Linked DNA regions of Mus musculus: all the other regions are linked to region 1. A link is a contact called in public Hi-C, HiChIP or PLAC-seq and promoter capture Hi-C data. All regions are on one chromosome and are shown on one strand. Each heading gives the region's core, a stretch centred on a gene start, on an enhancer-like site or on the middle of the called end of the contact. The rest is flanking DNA. Distances are from core to core; before and after follow the strand shown.

Region 1 (3,682 bases), core at 465-2,964:
ATGTCACCCACTGGTCACAGCTTCTCACTGTGCTTCCAATTCAGAAGAAACATCCCAGCCCTTCCCATCTTACCCACCACCCGTTGTCTCTGCCTCTTTCCTCTGTCTTTCTCTTCCAACCCCTTCTCCTCCTTTCACACATGCACGCGCTCCCGCACATTCCTTCACACAGACACACAAAGTGCTCCTGTGCTCTTCACTAACCCACAGGCCTACATTCCAGTAACAACTGGCGGCTTCTCCATGTCCAAATCAGGAACTCCAAATTTGAAACATTTGTTTAGAGCCCTCCTCCTGTCACCGCCCTTGGATTTAGGTTGAATTCATTTTGCCGAGCACTGAGAACCCTGCGGGGTGTTTGGGGACTGGGGCTGAACTGTAAATTGCTTGCACCCGTTGTTTTCTGGGAAATGTAGTTCAAACCGAGGAGTCCAAGCCGCAGTGCCTTGTGGGAAAAACAAGCCAGGGCACCAAATCCTCCTTCGTGTAACCCCTGCCACAACATCTGCTCTAAGCCGATTCACGGAGAATTCCTCTGGGAATTCTGTCTAGAAAGGGTCCCAGGAGGTCCCGGAAAGACCAGGAACCTAGAAATCCAAAAAGCGGAATCTGGGTTTCAGGCTGCCGGTAAACCTAGATCTTGTGAGCGAGATATTCTCTTCTCTCTCTCTCTCTCTCTCTCTCTCTCTCTCTCTCTCTCTCTCTCTCTCTCTCTCTCTCTCTCTCTCTCTCTCTTCCCCCCGGAGACAGTCTTCCTAATAAAACTCTGCTTCCACAACAACAAAATCAACCAACAATAACAAAATCCACCAAGACTTGAGGCACAGTGATGCATACTTTTAATCATAGCAAACAGAAGGCAGAGACATGGGCCAGAGTTTGAAGCCAGTATGATCGACATTGAATTCTCATTATATGAGTGAGAATATATATATATATATATATATATATACATATACATACATACATATGGAATTCCATAAAATTTGATCCAACATAAATGTTCATGATTGGCCCAACATAAGTGCTTGGAACAGAACAGACGATGCTCTTAAGAACTGAACCATCTCTCTGTTTATTTTCCTTTATGGACACAGGTCGTTAGGTAACCATGGCTTCAAACTTGTTATGTAACCGAGGCGGGCATTAAAACTCTTGATTCTCCTGCTTCTGCCTCCTGAGTGCTGGGATTACAAACATGCAATGCTCAACCCAGGCTAATGCAGCACATTTAAATTTGTGGCTATCGAGTGGTAAGTAGACTAAATATTCCAGTAAAGATAGGGCGATCTTTGCCCTATCCAGTCGTTCCCAGTCCTAACAGCCTTGTCTCATTCCTTCAGGGAGCTTGGAACACCACACTGGAGAAGCTCTTAAGAGCCCTCATATATCCGACTGTCAATAGCAGGATGAGTTCTTTACCGAGAACGCGGTCTGTGATGTCTTCTGGGAAATGTAGTCCTGAGCTGGATCACTTGCTCGGGTTCTTGCCTCGCTTCTGTAGCTGGAGTAAAGATCCACCCCCACCACAGAGCCGAAACTGCTTAAGTTTCAGAGACTTCAAGCCTTGGATCCTTGGGAAATTCCCCCTTTAGAAAACTAATCGTCCGTTCTCTAGTTTCAACAGATCTCTACTTCCTCTCTCGCACACTGAAACTCTCCTGCAGACTCTAGAAGTAGCACCGCCTTCTGGGAAATGTAGTCCACTATAAATGCTCAGCCACATGGCGGAAGTGGCTGGAAAGAGGTTGTTCCGGATCATCTCAGTGCCCTACCCGACCTAACCCGGTACTGTCCTGGTCGGTATTCGCTGGTCGTCCGAGTTCGAAGCCGTGAGATCGCAGTTTATACTTTTGAAGTGAGTCTGCCCTTGGTTTTAAGTGCTTTGTGTAAATACAGTCCTTAAGGCCTGTATTTGTTGGTCGCTGGCTGCAGGCCGGCTCTAGGGGACCCACCCGGTTTCCGGGATGGCGCTAGAGGCTTAAAGAGGGACTAAGGCGGCGGGAGTGTGACTGCATGGGCGAAAAGGTTTTTGGAGGATGTGGATTGTACAGGAGGGTGAGAGAGAGAGAGTGCGCGAAGTCAGCAGAACGTGGGTAGTAGGTGGTTACCAGATCCTCTAGTCTTGCAACGCAAAGTCGGGGGCGGGAGGTGCGGGACACCATTTATGTCAAGTTTATTTGAAAATTTGGGGGGAGGGGGGAGAAAGCTAAATAGTAGAGACGGTAAGGATTTCTGTGTTCAAGATAGATCAGTTTACCAATCAGCATGACTTTTAACTGTAGTTAGGAGTTAGATATGGTGACCCACATCTATAATTTCAGCACTCGAGCTGCGGAAGCTGGAAGTCAGTGACTTTGAGGACAGCCGTGGGAACATAGTGAGTTCCAGGCTACCGGGACCCACATAGTGAAATCCTGTCTCAGAAACGGATGAGTGTATAGAAATTGTATTTGAAAAAACGTAATTACTGTGGGTTCCTACTTTTGTGTCACACCCTCCGAGTAGCCATTTAGCCTTGTTTAGGGAACTCTTAGAAAATCTTAGCCTCTGTTGACTACCACTAGAGAAGTCAGAATTTGAAGTTCATGATTCTGGGTGATCCACTTCAGGTTCTAAAAAGACAACTTCCTCAGCTCTAGGCTTTTCTGTCAAGAAGCAGACATAGTGAGCACACGGAGTCTCCGTTGTACCCCATCTTCACCCTGTCCAGTTTATAGTTACAAAACTAGTCCTCGGTGTGGTGGGTTTAGAAGGTGGGGGCTTTTTGAAGGTAATTAAATGGGAGTAGTGCCCTGGCTCCCTGGAGCTACCTGCCTTCTCTAGGTGAGAGTGCAGTCCAGAGACTCCATCTGGGGACCGGGGAAATCGGTTTTCACTAGACACCTAATTTGTCAGTGCCACCACAACAGAGAAATAAGTTTGTTATTTATAAGCTAGTCTCTGGTATTTTGTTATAGCAGCTTAAGTGGGCTAATGGACTTTAATACTGCACCTGGCCAGTTCCTGCAGAAATTATTTGAAGTTCCTGAAATGTACTTTGTTTTTTTGTTTACGGTTTCCAGAGAGATCAAGTTCCTTTTTTTTTTTTTGGCTTGGTATGGAGGAATCCACAGAAACGCCTTTCTTCATGACATGAGGAACTCTTCCTACTGTCCTAGTAAAAGGGAGTGTGGGGTGAGATAGAATTGGTTAGTCCTGGGGTGAGGTGCATGTGGAGGTTTTGAAGATGATTGAACCTGTTCATGGTAACACCGAAGAGTGAGTAGCCTAGAGGCACGGCTTTGAACTTTGGACAGAATTTCATTTTATTCATCTGTCTAGTGTCTAGATAGATGGCTCGGTGGTTAAGAGCCGTGGCTACTCTTCAGAGAGTCTGGGTTCAGTCCCTAGTACCCACACTCATAGCTGTCCATAGCTCCAGTTCCAGCAGATACAGTCCCCTCTTTGTGACCCCTCAGGGCACCAGGCATGCACGTGGTACACAGACACACGTGCAGGTGAAACACCCATAAGCATAAAATAAGTAAAGCTTTTTCAAAAACAATTCTGAGCATAAACTCTCAGACAAAAGTTTGGAGAAGCTCAGGCTGCCTGCAGAAAAAAAGAAAAAACAGCAGGCATTTTACCGGGTTCTCGAAGAGACCTAGGCCATCAATTGTGGACATAGCGTTTTTTAAAA
Region 2 (3,682 bases), core at 428-2,927, 300 kb after region 1:
GTGGGACACTAGGAGGAAGAGAGGATTCAGGGAAATAGTGAGAGAATAAAAGGTGGCACAGAGAGAGGCTCTGAGAGAGACACTGGGAGAGACATTAAAGAAGAAGCAGGTCGACACTGAGGAAAGGTAAACTAACCAATTAGTAGACATAGAATAGTTTGAATGGGTTAAATAAACTACAAGCTAGTCTTGAAGCAAGGCATTTAATAATACATAATTAGTCCCAGAGTTGTCATTTTGGGAGCAGAGGCTGGAAGGATAAACGGATTTTTTTTAAAGACTTTTTTATGTATGTGAGTGCACTATAGCTGTCTTCAGACACACCAGAAGAAGGCATTAGATCCCATTACAGATGGTTGTGAGCCACCATGTGGTGGCTGGGAATTGAACTCAGGACCTCTGGAAGAGTGTTCTTAACCGCTGAGCCATCTTTCCAGCCCCCCCCTTTTTTTTTTTACAAAAATAAATCTTAAAAATAAATGTACATCACAATTAAGTAGATACCCATACACACCACTCCCTTGGTGTTGGAATCACCCCTAATCACCACATTAACAAACAGCTGCTGTTTACTAAGCATTTGGTATTTATGAATATCAGCAACTGTTCTAAGAGCTCTACAGCATAGTATTAAAAATAAAACCCAGCTATAAAAATAAAGCCCGATCTCCTTGGAGGGAGGGTTGTCGTCCTGTCCCCCCCCCCCAAAAAAAAAAACACTGAAAAGCGGATACGTATGTACGTACAGGCACTGGGTGGTGTAAGGAGTCAGGCTCTGTTTCTAAGAACCAGACATTTAAAAATAACAAATGTTCTGATCCACTAAAAAATTAAAGTGCCTTTCACAGATCCAAGAGGTAAGATTGACCCCCCCTGACCTTACCTTTTAAACAGGCAACAGCGATTTATCCCTCCCCTTCCTGTGAGCACTTAAAGGCAGGCTGGAGTAGGAGCGAATGTTAACGTCCAAACTTTTCTCGGAGCCTTGTCCAGCCTAGTTAAATCAAAGCACAAGACACAACCAATCGGTCACCACCACCCATCACTCACACCCGGGAGCGAGTTCAGCTGTCCTGCCCTGGTACCTAAGAAAGGCCAGGGCGGCAGATGGCCAGGAAGTTTACAATAGCTCCCTAGGTGGATCGCACACAGCCTGTCCAGCGAGTGACTGTATCTGAGCACGTGTGGCGTGTTGGGGGTAACCCCAGGGAACCAGCCAAGGGTGTGTGTGTTGGGGATCGGGGACCATCTTTCAGACCCCTCTCAAGACCCGGAGCTCTTTGCTTTGTTTACTGGGAGTCTTGTGTGTTGCTCAGGTGAATGGCTGGGGAACCATTCCTCTTTGGGACTGATGTGGCTACACCGCAGCCGAGCCTGGGGCCAGAATCACACACACCAGGACCTCGGCAACCTCGCTCACACAACCGCTCTGCACCCCATTCACTCGCACAAATGCCATCACGCCGTGGCTTCCGGGCCGCACTCAGTCGCGGTGGCTGCCACCCCGACGCCCTGCCACGCCCAGCAGGCACAGCTCGCCACTGTGGTCCCCACGCAGCAAGCCGAGGCGCGGACCCAGTATGAGGGGCGCGGGGCCTCCCTGTCCCCGCCCTTACCCCCTGCTCCCTGCAGCACCTTCACTAAGTTCACGGAACTGGGACCCAGGCTCGGCTCAGTTGCCCCGCCCCACGCGCTGAGGTGACAGTGGCTGCATCTCCAGACCCCCGAGAGCCTACAGGGCGTTGCGCGGGGACTGCTGGGAGGGACAGCCGCACGCACCGCGTGCGCATGCGCCACACTCACTGTGTGCTCCGTTTGGGACCAGGACAGGGAGAGGAGCAGAACCTCAACTCTGATTAAGTATTTGAGGAAAATCGGATTTTCGTTTGGAGATTTGTGCATTTGATATAGTCATGTTTGTTGTGGAGGTGACTGCAAATGACTACGTCTTAGAATAAGATTTTAAAGGACATTCCTATCATGTAGTTTGCTTTTACCCAGGTTCTTAAGATTTTCTTCTTTCTTAACCAGGATTTTTTTTTTTTTTTTGGAGAGACAGGGTTTCTCTGTGTAGTCCTGGTTGTCCTGGAACTCACTCAGTAGACGAGGCTGGCCTTGAACTCAGAAATCCTCCTGCCTCTGCCTTCCAAATGCTGGGATTAAAGTGCTGGATCATCAACTTAAATACCTTTCGTTCCTATATTTTTAAATTGCCAGAAAATAAATAATAAAATGGTTGAGCTGGTATGTGCCTATATTCTTATCACTTTGAAGGCAGAAGAATCACTCAAAAGTTTGAGGCCAGCCTGAGTTACATAGTGAGTTCCAAGCCAGCCAGGGCTATATAAGACCTGGTCTCAAGTATATAAAGTAAACGTGATGGTTAAATTTCTGATTAATTGATCATCTATAATTATATTCTCTAATGCTACAGCTTGTGGAAAGTTAAGCCTTTCAGTAAATAGGGATAACAATGAATACTAAGCAGTGACTAACGAAGGCACAGCCCTACCCTGATAAAACAATGAGTCAGGTGGTAGAATCACTCCCACATGGAACATGCTATATAGCACATAAACATGATTAATTAAAAAAAAAAAAAAAAAAAACTCGGGGGCTGGTGAGATGGCTCAGTGGGTAAGAGCACCCGACTGCTCTTCCGAAGGTCCGAAGTTCAAATCCCAGCAACCACATGGTGGCTCACAACCATCTGTAATGATCGACTCCCTCTTCTGGAGTGTCTGAAGACAGCTCAGTGTACTTATATACAATAAAAATAAATAAATCTTTAAAATAAATAGATAAATAAATAATTCTTAAAAAAAAAAAAAAACTGATCTCAGGCAGAACTTGCCATCTCATGAAATAAACTACTGATTATGATTACTCTTGGGGAAAATAAGGTCAAAAGGTGTTGTTGTCTTATTTATGTTTAAATCTTCCATGAGAAAACACACCTGTTTTATTTCTAGTTTTAAAATTAATAACTTTCAAGCCAGAGAGATGGCGCAGTGGAGTTTGCTGTGCATTCTCTGGGAACCACATGGGAGAAGGAGAGAACCAATTTCCCCTGTGACCTCTACACCAGGGATGCTGTACAAACTAAAACTTAAAATAATCAAATGTGGCCGGGCATGGTGGCGCACACCTTTAATCCCAGCACGTGGGAGGCAGAGGCAGGCCGATTTCTGAGTTCGAGGCCAGCCTTGTCTACAAAGTGAGTTCCAGGACAGCCAGGGCTATACAGAGAAACCCTGTCTCGAAACAAACAAACAAACAAACAACAAAACAAACAAAGAAATCAAATGTGGAGCTGGACATGGCAGCACATACCTTTAATCTCAGCACTCACGCTGGGAGGAGAGGCAGAGGGATCTCTCTTGTGTATGAGGCCAGCCTGGTCTACATGATGAGTTCCAAGATAACTGAGGTAATGTAGAGAGACCCTGTCCCTCCAAAAATCAAATAAATAGATAGATACATACATACAGATGGGGCTTAGGAGATGGCTCACTGGTTAGGAATACCAGTTGCTTTTACAGAAAACACAAGTTCATTCCTCAGCACCCATATGGCAGCTTATAAACACGTATAACCCCAGCTCCTGGTGATTCGATGCTCTTAAAAGTCAGAGGTACACACACACACACACACACACACACACACACACACACTCACTCAC
Region 3 (3,682 bases), core at 887-3,386, 270 kb after region 1:
TTAAATAAATAAATAAATAAATAAATAAATAAATAAATAAATAAATCTTTAAAAAAAAAAGTTAATAAATAAGATTTATAAATTCCTGGGCCGGGCGGTGGTGGCGCACACCTTTAATCCCAGCACTTGGGAGGCAGAGCAGGCAGATTTCTGAGTTCAAGACCAGCCTGGTCTACAAAGTGAGTTCCAGGATAGCCAAGGCTACACAGAGAAACCCTGTCTTGAAAAAACCAAAACCAAACAAACAAAAAAAGATTTAGAAATTCCTACAGTTATAAAGGCCTACTCAGATTAATAACAGCTGGCTCAGAGGTGTATGTCTAACCACAAATATCTCTGCTGTGTTCAACAGCAGACTTCTATAAATTTTTAAATAAGGAACAACATGTGCTTATAAGTAAACTTTATAAATTCCTAACGTCTATTCAGGGCAGAAATTGACTTGAAGATATATTTCCAGCCTCTTTGTCTTTTTTTTTCTTCTTCTTATAAAAACATGGTCAGGCGTATCACAGCAATACCCCACTCCTGGTCAGCCTCTTTGTCTTTACAACTGTATTTATCGTTTAAAGTTTGGTTTTAATGCCAACGGATTTTCAATTCAAAATTTTAAGGCTAAAACTTAACATAGATAAAATTGTAAAATCCTAACTTTATATAAGCTACTAACTTGTAAAGTGTTAAAGATAATTATCAAGTTAATTATAAATTATCAAATTCTTTTTTTTTTTTTTTTTTTTTTTTGGTTTTTCTGAGACAGGGTTTCTCTGTGTAGCCCTGGCTGTCCTGGAACTCACTTTGTAGACCAGGCTGGCCTCGAACTCAGAAATCCGCCTGCCTCTGCCTCCCGAGTGCTGGGATTAAAGGCATGTGCCACCACACCCGGCTACTCAAATTCTTTAATATGCTCAGAGCTATGCATATAGCCATCTGCCTTACTCGTGATTATTATTGCTGTGGTGAAACACCATGATCAAAGGCCATTTGGAGAGGAAAAGGTTTATTTGGCTTACACTTCTGTGTTGCTGTGAATCACTGAAGGAAGTCAGGACAGGAACTCAAGTACAGTAGGAAGTGGAGGCAGGAGCTGATGCAGCGACCATGGAGGGTGCTGTCTACTGGCTTGCTCTTCACAGCTTGCTCGGCTTACTTACAGAACCCAGACTGCCATGCACCGTTTTGGTCCTCTCTCCGTCTGCTTGATCTTCTCTCTCTTCCCGTCTCTCTCCTCTCATGGCCCAGATCAGTCTACTGTCCGTGTATAGTGTACTTTCTCTCCCTGCTTTGGACTCTTCCAGATGCCTCTGGCTGTGCTCTCCCTCTTATCTACAATAAACACCTCCTCAGCCACACCTGGGAGTGATCATGTCCTCATTTTATACACTAGGAGGTAAAGTTTTACAGCTCTTCACTTAGACCGTAGGGAGATGTTTTAGAGTTTTACTGCTGTGAATAGACACCATGACCAAGGCAACTCTTATAAAGACAACATTTAAATTGGGACTGGCTTACAGGTTCAGAGGTTCAGTTCATTATCATCAAAGCGAGAACATGGCAGCATCCAGGCAGGCATGGTGCAGGAGGAGCTGAGAGTTCTACAAATTCACCTGAAGGCTGCTAGCAGAATACTGGCTTCCGGGCAGCTAGGATGAGGGTCTTAAAGCCCACACCCACAGTGACACACCTACTCCAACAAGGCCACACCTTCTAACAGTGCCACTCCCATCACAAAAGACATGGCTTGGAAGCATGAAGCTTGTCTAGATACTGCTTTTCAGAGCTTCCCACCCCCCCATGTTTGGTGCGCCTGCGCGCGTGCTGCGCGTGTGCGCGTGCGCGAGTGTAGAGCTGAGGGGATGGGAAGCTGACATCAGATGGCTTCCTCAGCAGCTTTCCACCTCGAGACAGTCTCACTCTCTCATCATGGAGCCCCAACTGGCCTGGGATTCCTATGTAGACCAGGGTCTTCAAATTCAGCCATCCACCTGCCTCTGTCTTGGGGTGCTGGGGTCACAGGTGTGCATCACCATGCCCCGCTCACCTTGTTTGTGACAGGATTTCTCACTGAACCGGGAGCTTCAGTGATGGCCAGACAGGGATCCATCAGTGCCACACACGCCACCACTGCCCTGTGCTGCGGTTATCGGCAGATGAAAAGACCTCGCCTCATTTCTCCATCGTTGCCAGAGATCCCAAGACACCATGCTGTAGCAGCATGCACTTTGCTGAGCCATCTCCCTCAGGTGGTCTAGTTTTTATTGTCATCATTGTTACTGTTTGTTGAGAGGGGATTAAATTCCAGTATCTCCTGTATTGGCTTTCTGAGTGCGGGCAGCACAGATGCGACTGCACACCTAATATAAATGTATATAACCAAGCTTATTTTAACATGAAGATAATTTGAAAAACTTTGTTATGAGCTATTTCCTAAAGCTTGTGCTTGGTTTGGCACTGGATTTATTTATTTATGGTTCTTGATGGTCAACACCTATTTTATGTGGCAAGTCCATAAAGAGAACTCCCCTGATAATCAAAGGCTGTCACTTGCCTTCACGTTGCTTTGGTGGCATTTAACCAGCGTAGATATGCAGACAGCTTACTTCCCAACTAGTTTCCAATTTGTTTTGTTTTTTAAAATATTGATATTTCAAGCACATACAAAAGACATGGAACAATCGCCCTCCATGATCAAACAACCCATTCAGTCACTCGCAATGTTTTGCTGCTCTAAATTCTGTCAGGTCCATATATATATATATACATACATACATATATATAAATAATTTTTTTTCCGACAGGGTTCCTTTGTGTAGGTTTGGCTGTCCTGTAAGTCACTCTGTAGACCAGGCTGGCCTCACACTCTCATACATTTGCCTGTTTCTGCCTTCTGAGTACTGGATTAAAGTTGGGCACCACTACACCTGGTTTTGTCAACTGCCTTTCTTTTGTTGATTTTCCCTCCTTCACTTTAGACATAGCCCTCCTCTGTGGCCCAGTCTAGGATTCAACAAAGATCCTTCTGGGCACATCATGGCACTAGAATCTAGAAAACAGTGAATCCCTCAATTCTATTTTTTTTCTTCTGCATTTACTGATTAAAATTGCTTAAGGGAGCAGGGCGTGGTGGTGCACATCTTTAATCCCAGCACTCGGGAGGCAGAGGCAGGCGGATTTCTGAGTTCGAGGCCAGCCTGGTCTACAGAGTGAGTTTCAGGACAGCCAGAGCTATACAGAGAAACCCTGTCTCGAAAAACCAAAAGAAAGAAAGAAAGAAAGAAAGAAAGAAAGAAAGAAAGAAAGAAAGAAAGAAAGAAAGAAAGAAAGAGAGAGAGAGAGAGAGGGACGGAGGGAGGGAGGGAGGGAGGGAGGGAGGGAGGGAGGGAGAGAGAGAGAGAGAGAGAGAGAGAGAGAGAGAAAGAAAGAGAAAATACAGCAAACTGGGCTTGAAAGATGGCTCAGTGATTAAGAGCACTGACTACTCTTCCAAAGGTCCTGAGTTCAATTCCCAGCAACCACATGGTGGCTTACAACCATCTGTAATGGGATCTAATGCCCTCTTCTGGTGTGTCTAAAGACAGCAACTGTGTACTTACATATTTTTTTTTTTAAAGAGAAAATATACCAATCTGGGCATATATTGACTATAAAGCTTCTTTATTTATTTGTGTGTGCACGGTATTTA
Region 4 (3,682 bases), core at 336-2,835, 260 kb before region 1:
AAGCCTGCCTGGGATATTTTTACAGCACCAGTCGCTGCTACCTGGAGCCAGAAACAGAGAGCGTGTCAGTTACAACACAGTCTGATTCCTTCAACTCACTGGTTAATTAAAACCTGCTCAGCGCACAGCAAGAGTTATTGCCTACTAAAGCAGAGGAGAGGATAAACCAAGGCTGGTCAGGTCACTCTTATCTCCCCTGCCTTCCTGCCACAGAAACCTGGAGCTATGTCACCTTTCCAATACATAGCAGGCACGCACAAATCCTCTCTTACTGAGATTACCCCACTATTCTCTAATTCGCTGGTACCACACTTTCTCTGTCATGCCATGTGCCCAAAATGCCCAAATGAGCCACTGTCAGCTTCCAGGCTGTGACGCCTGAAGGGATTGGGGGCCAGGAAGCCAGCAGCTTGAGGCTGACAGACCCCAAGAATGGCTGCATGACCACAGAGAGACCAGAGAGAGAGGTGACAGGTCACACCAACCACTGCCATGGCTTCCTGGAAACGCTGGTGGCACTCTAGTCAGTCCCAAGTGAGAACAGCTAGCCGTCCATCCACCAATGGGCCATCTAGTAGCATAAATTCATTCATGTCATAACTGAAGCTGCACCCCACCCCACCCCCGCTACAGGCTAGGCACTGTTCTAGAAGGACCAAGGCCTGGCCTGCGCTCCCAGGAAGCCAACAGTTGAGATGCAGGTGGAAGAAAAATCCAGCGAAGGAGGTGGCTCCAGGGTGACTGAGAGGAAGGCACCCTGGGTTGGGAACATCTGAGCAGAGACTTGAGGAGGGGGTGGCTTTGGAAGGCTAGTCCTGAGAACGGCTACGTGAGTGTGGGAAGGCAGGTGGACATGCCACCCCAACTACATCCACAGGCAGAGGACACAGCCAGGGAGAGGCCAGAGCAGGGAGCAAGGGGCCTGAGCTGCAGTCCACAGGCGCAGGGTCAGAGGAGCTGGGGCACTTGGCATGACAACTCAGTGGGTACTACCACTACTTCCTGTTTCCCCCAAAAGAGGAAACTGAGGCCCAGGAGGGTACAGGATTTACCAAGACCACACAGCATACATACTGGGCTGGGGCACCACAGCCCCTGGTAACAAAGTCTGCAGACAGCAGGGGCTCAGCTACAGTCATCTATTCTTTCCCTGGGAGTCCGTGGCCTCCATCTTCTCATTTGCTCAACACTGGGCCAACCTTTCTTCAGGTTAGGAACAGATAGGTAAACACTTCACAAGAGAAGAGGGGGTGAGAGAGAGAGAGAGGGAGAGAGAGGAAGGGAGGGAGGGAGGGAGGGAGCGAGGGAGGGGGAGAGAGAGAGAGAGAGAGAGAGAAGCTAGCTTTCCCTCAAAGAAGAATCAGATTATTAACTTTCTCTGGAAGGTGCTACCGAAGTGAGGAGACATCGCTCACCTACCAGGAGTCCCGGAACACAGCCGTGATCACACTCCAGGAAGGTGGCTACTAGGTTGGCCCCAGGTGTGGCTCCTGTCCCAGGTTTTCCCTAGGCAAGAGCCACCTGCCCCAGCTCCCTAGGCCGACCTGGGGTGGTGCCTCCTCCTGCGCTGTGGGTGTCTGGAATGCGGAAATAGGAACCAGCAGTGCCAGCTTCTAACGACTTATTCAGTGGCCTTCAGGCCACGCCAGCTTACCGGAGTTCCCCTGAGATGGCTGCTCTCTGCACACAGGCACATCCCCAAAGAGCCAGTTCTGCCAATATTCCCTTTGGGGAAGGGAAATAACAGGATTCCTTACTCATCAGACACGTGGTCTTGGGTCTGAATGAGTTTGGGAGAAAGCTCGGAGGTAACAAAGCCTGCCTGTTACAGGCCACCTGCTCGGTGCTGAGCCAGGGCTGGATCAGCGCCACAGCATCCCTGCCCTAAGCCCCGCAGCTTCATTCACAACCTTCCTACCCACAGGTGGGCCCCTCACCTCTGCAGACAGTGCCGGCTGCAGAGGCTGGAGGCTTAATGATTAAACCTTGTGGCAGACTCTTCCACCCAGCCTTGGAAGCACAGCTCTGGGAGGGTGCTGCTCTAAACACTACAGTCTCTCCAGGGCCTTTAAGTCGGAACTACGGTCACGCCTATTTTACAGATAGTGTTGAACAGAAGTCACAGGACGGAGGTCACATAGCAAGTGGGGGTTCAACCCAAGCAGTATATCTCAAGAGTCCAGCTTTTGACTGTTATGCGAATATGCCCTTGTGAAGAGTCTAGTGTCCACCCTGGGAGAGAAAGCCAGTGAGGTCATGGCTCTGGCCCATCAAACACTCAGTAACAGATGGAGCTCAATAGCTTATGACTATGATCTTCGAATTGGAAAAGTCAGACAGGATTTCAAGGTCATTCAAAGCTGCATAGTGAGTTCAGGGACCAACCTGAGCTACAGGAGGCTGTCACAAAACAAAAAAACAAACAGAAAAACAAAAACAACAACAACAACAACAACAAAACCCAAAGAACAACCAAAACAGTTCCATGACTCTCAGCTGTGTTATCACAGGCTGCTCACACCTGGGCCTTCAAAATGGAAAACACCTGGCTCACAGTTACAGCCTAAACTCCAGACTTAACCTCCAGACGTCTGATGGCAAAGTACAGACTCCCAGGTGTGATGCACCTGCCTGTACGCCCTGCATTTGGGAGACTGAGGCAAGAGGAACTGCTGCAATAAGGCCAGACTGGCTATCAGCATCAAACCCTGGCTCAGAAGAGCCAAATGAAGCCGGGCAGTGGTGGCACACACCTTTAATCCCAGCACTTGGGAGGCAGAGGCAGGAGGATTTCTGAGTTCGAGGCCAGCCTGGTCTACAGAGTGAGTTCCAGGATAGCCAGGACTGCACAGAGAAACCCTGTCTCGAAAAAACAAGCAAACAAACAAACACACACATACAAAAAAAAAAAAAAAAAAAAACCCCGAAGAGCCAAATTAAAACTCTTACTATCATCTTTATCAAACTGCGGTAAACCAGAACCAAGATGCTCTTGCCTGCAGGGAGCTCTCAGTCACCTGAGAACAATCTGGCAAAACAAAAGAAAACAACCAAAGGAAATTGCAACAAGCAGATTCCCGTGCCCTCAAGGGGCACTGGCTGTGAGTCGGGCATGTCGCATGATTTCACAAGCTTCAATCCCCCCACAACCTACCTGCTCTACCTTGCAGACAGGGAAATGGAGGTCATTGGGCTAACCCAAGACCAATACAGGGCCCAGTAGGACCCAGGACTTGCACACAGGTTAAGTCACATTTCTCAGGCCCTCCGCAGTCTCCCAGGGCAACCACTGTCCACAGGTGGTCAGAGGAAAAATTCTGCCCGTAAGAGGAATGTCGCTTTCATAGATGGTTGGGGACTGGGCCAGAACCACCGGAGTTCACAATTTTGAGCTAGCAACCTACACCTGACTTACATCCTCCCCTTCTGTCCACCCCACAGCCCTCCATGGTCCTCAGAGTCAAGCCTCTGTGAGAAGGATCTTGCTCAGGAGTGGGAGGGAGCAGGGGGAACCCCAGGTGGTGCCAAGCAGGGTGAGCTCTCAAAAAGCATGCACACAGGGCTGGTGAGATGGCTCAGTGGCTAAGAACACTGACTGCTCTTCCAAAGGTCCTGAGTTCAAATCCCAGCAACCACATGGTGGCTCACAACCACCCGTAATGAGATCTGACGCCCTCTTCTG

Evidence for each region. Hi-C and Micro-C count contacts between places; a contact is called where the count stands out from the background. HiChIP or PLAC-seq counts read pairs in DNA pulled down with a chosen protein or histone mark. Capture Hi-C pulls out chosen DNA fragments and counts their contacts.
Region 2: a promoter capture Hi-C map of adipose tissue shows a contact between it and region 1, with 2.6 times the contacts expected there. The contact joins the promoter of Zfp82 here to the promoter of Zfp84 in region 1. A contact is called at or near these places in 7 of 39 promoter capture datasets (the 3T3-L1 cell line, the C10 cell line, liver and 3 more), 1 of 15 datasets of contacts at CTCF or cohesin (the NIH/3T3 cell line), 4 of 484 Hi-C or Micro-C datasets (CD4 T cells, LSK cells, embryonic fibroblasts and 1 more), 7 of 115 datasets of contacts at active chromatin or transcription factors (the 230-238 cell line, bone marrow-derived macrophages, cardiomyocytes and 4 more) and 4 of 9 other capture datasets (adipose tissue, liver, macrophages and 1 more).
Region 3: an H3K4me3 HiChIP or PLAC-seq map of embryonic stem cells shows a contact between it and region 1, with 7 times the contacts expected there. The contact joins the enhancer-like site here to the promoter of Zfp84 in region 1. A contact is called at or near these places in 4 of 39 promoter capture datasets (cranial neural crest, liver, pre-B cells and 1 more), 3 of 115 datasets of contacts at active chromatin or transcription factors (bone marrow-derived macrophages and embryonic stem cells) and 3 of 9 other capture datasets (adipose tissue, liver and pancreatic islet).
Region 4: a contact with region 1 is called in a Hi-C map of LSK cells, with 2.3 times the contacts expected there. The contact joins the promoter of Sipa1l3 here to the promoter of Zfp84 in region 1. A contact is called at or near these places in 9 of 39 promoter capture datasets (the 3T3-L1 cell line, the C10 cell line, cranial neural crest and 5 more), 1 of 15 datasets of contacts at CTCF or cohesin (CD8 T cells), 13 of 484 Hi-C or Micro-C datasets (CD4 T cells, CD8 T cells, LSK cells and 8 more), 3 of 115 datasets of contacts at active chromatin or transcription factors (bone marrow-derived macrophages and embryonic stem cells) and 3 of 9 other capture datasets (adipose tissue, liver and pancreatic islet).

The regions. Positions count from the first base shown.
Region 1 is chr7:29,766,838-29,770,519 of GRCm38.p6, forward strand. Zfp84 (zinc finger protein 84) reads left to right here and starts at 1,715. Exons shown (of 5, transcript NM_023750.2): 1 at 1,715-1,858. It overlaps Gm38983 (a long non-coding RNA gene), which reads right to left and starts at 1,416. Exons shown (of 2, transcript XR_881933.3): 1 at 217-1,416.
Region 2 is chr7:30,071,146-30,074,827 of GRCm38.p6, forward strand. It overlaps Zfp82 (zinc finger protein 82), which reads right to left and starts at 1,678. Exons shown (of 7, transcript NM_177889.5): 1 at 1,636-1,678; 2 at 884-994.
Region 3 is chr7:30,032,720-30,036,401 of GRCm38.p6, forward strand. Zfp14 (zinc finger protein 14) reads right to left here. Exons shown (of 5, transcript NM_178733.5): 5 at 3,640-3,682. Among named protein-coding and RNA genes, the nearest start is that of Zfp14, 17 kb to the right of the region's middle. Within about 2 kb of position 2,137, at least 10 of the 459 cell types and tissues checked have an H3K27ac peak or open chromatin away from gene starts, as enhancers often do. A contact at or near this core is called in embryonic stem cells, where this site is marked.
Region 4 is chr7:29,503,875-29,507,556 of GRCm38.p6, forward strand. It overlaps Sipa1l3 (signal-induced proliferation-associated 1 like 3), which reads right to left and starts at 1,586. Exons shown (of 23, transcript NM_001081028.1): 1 at 1,420-1,586; 2 at 1-41.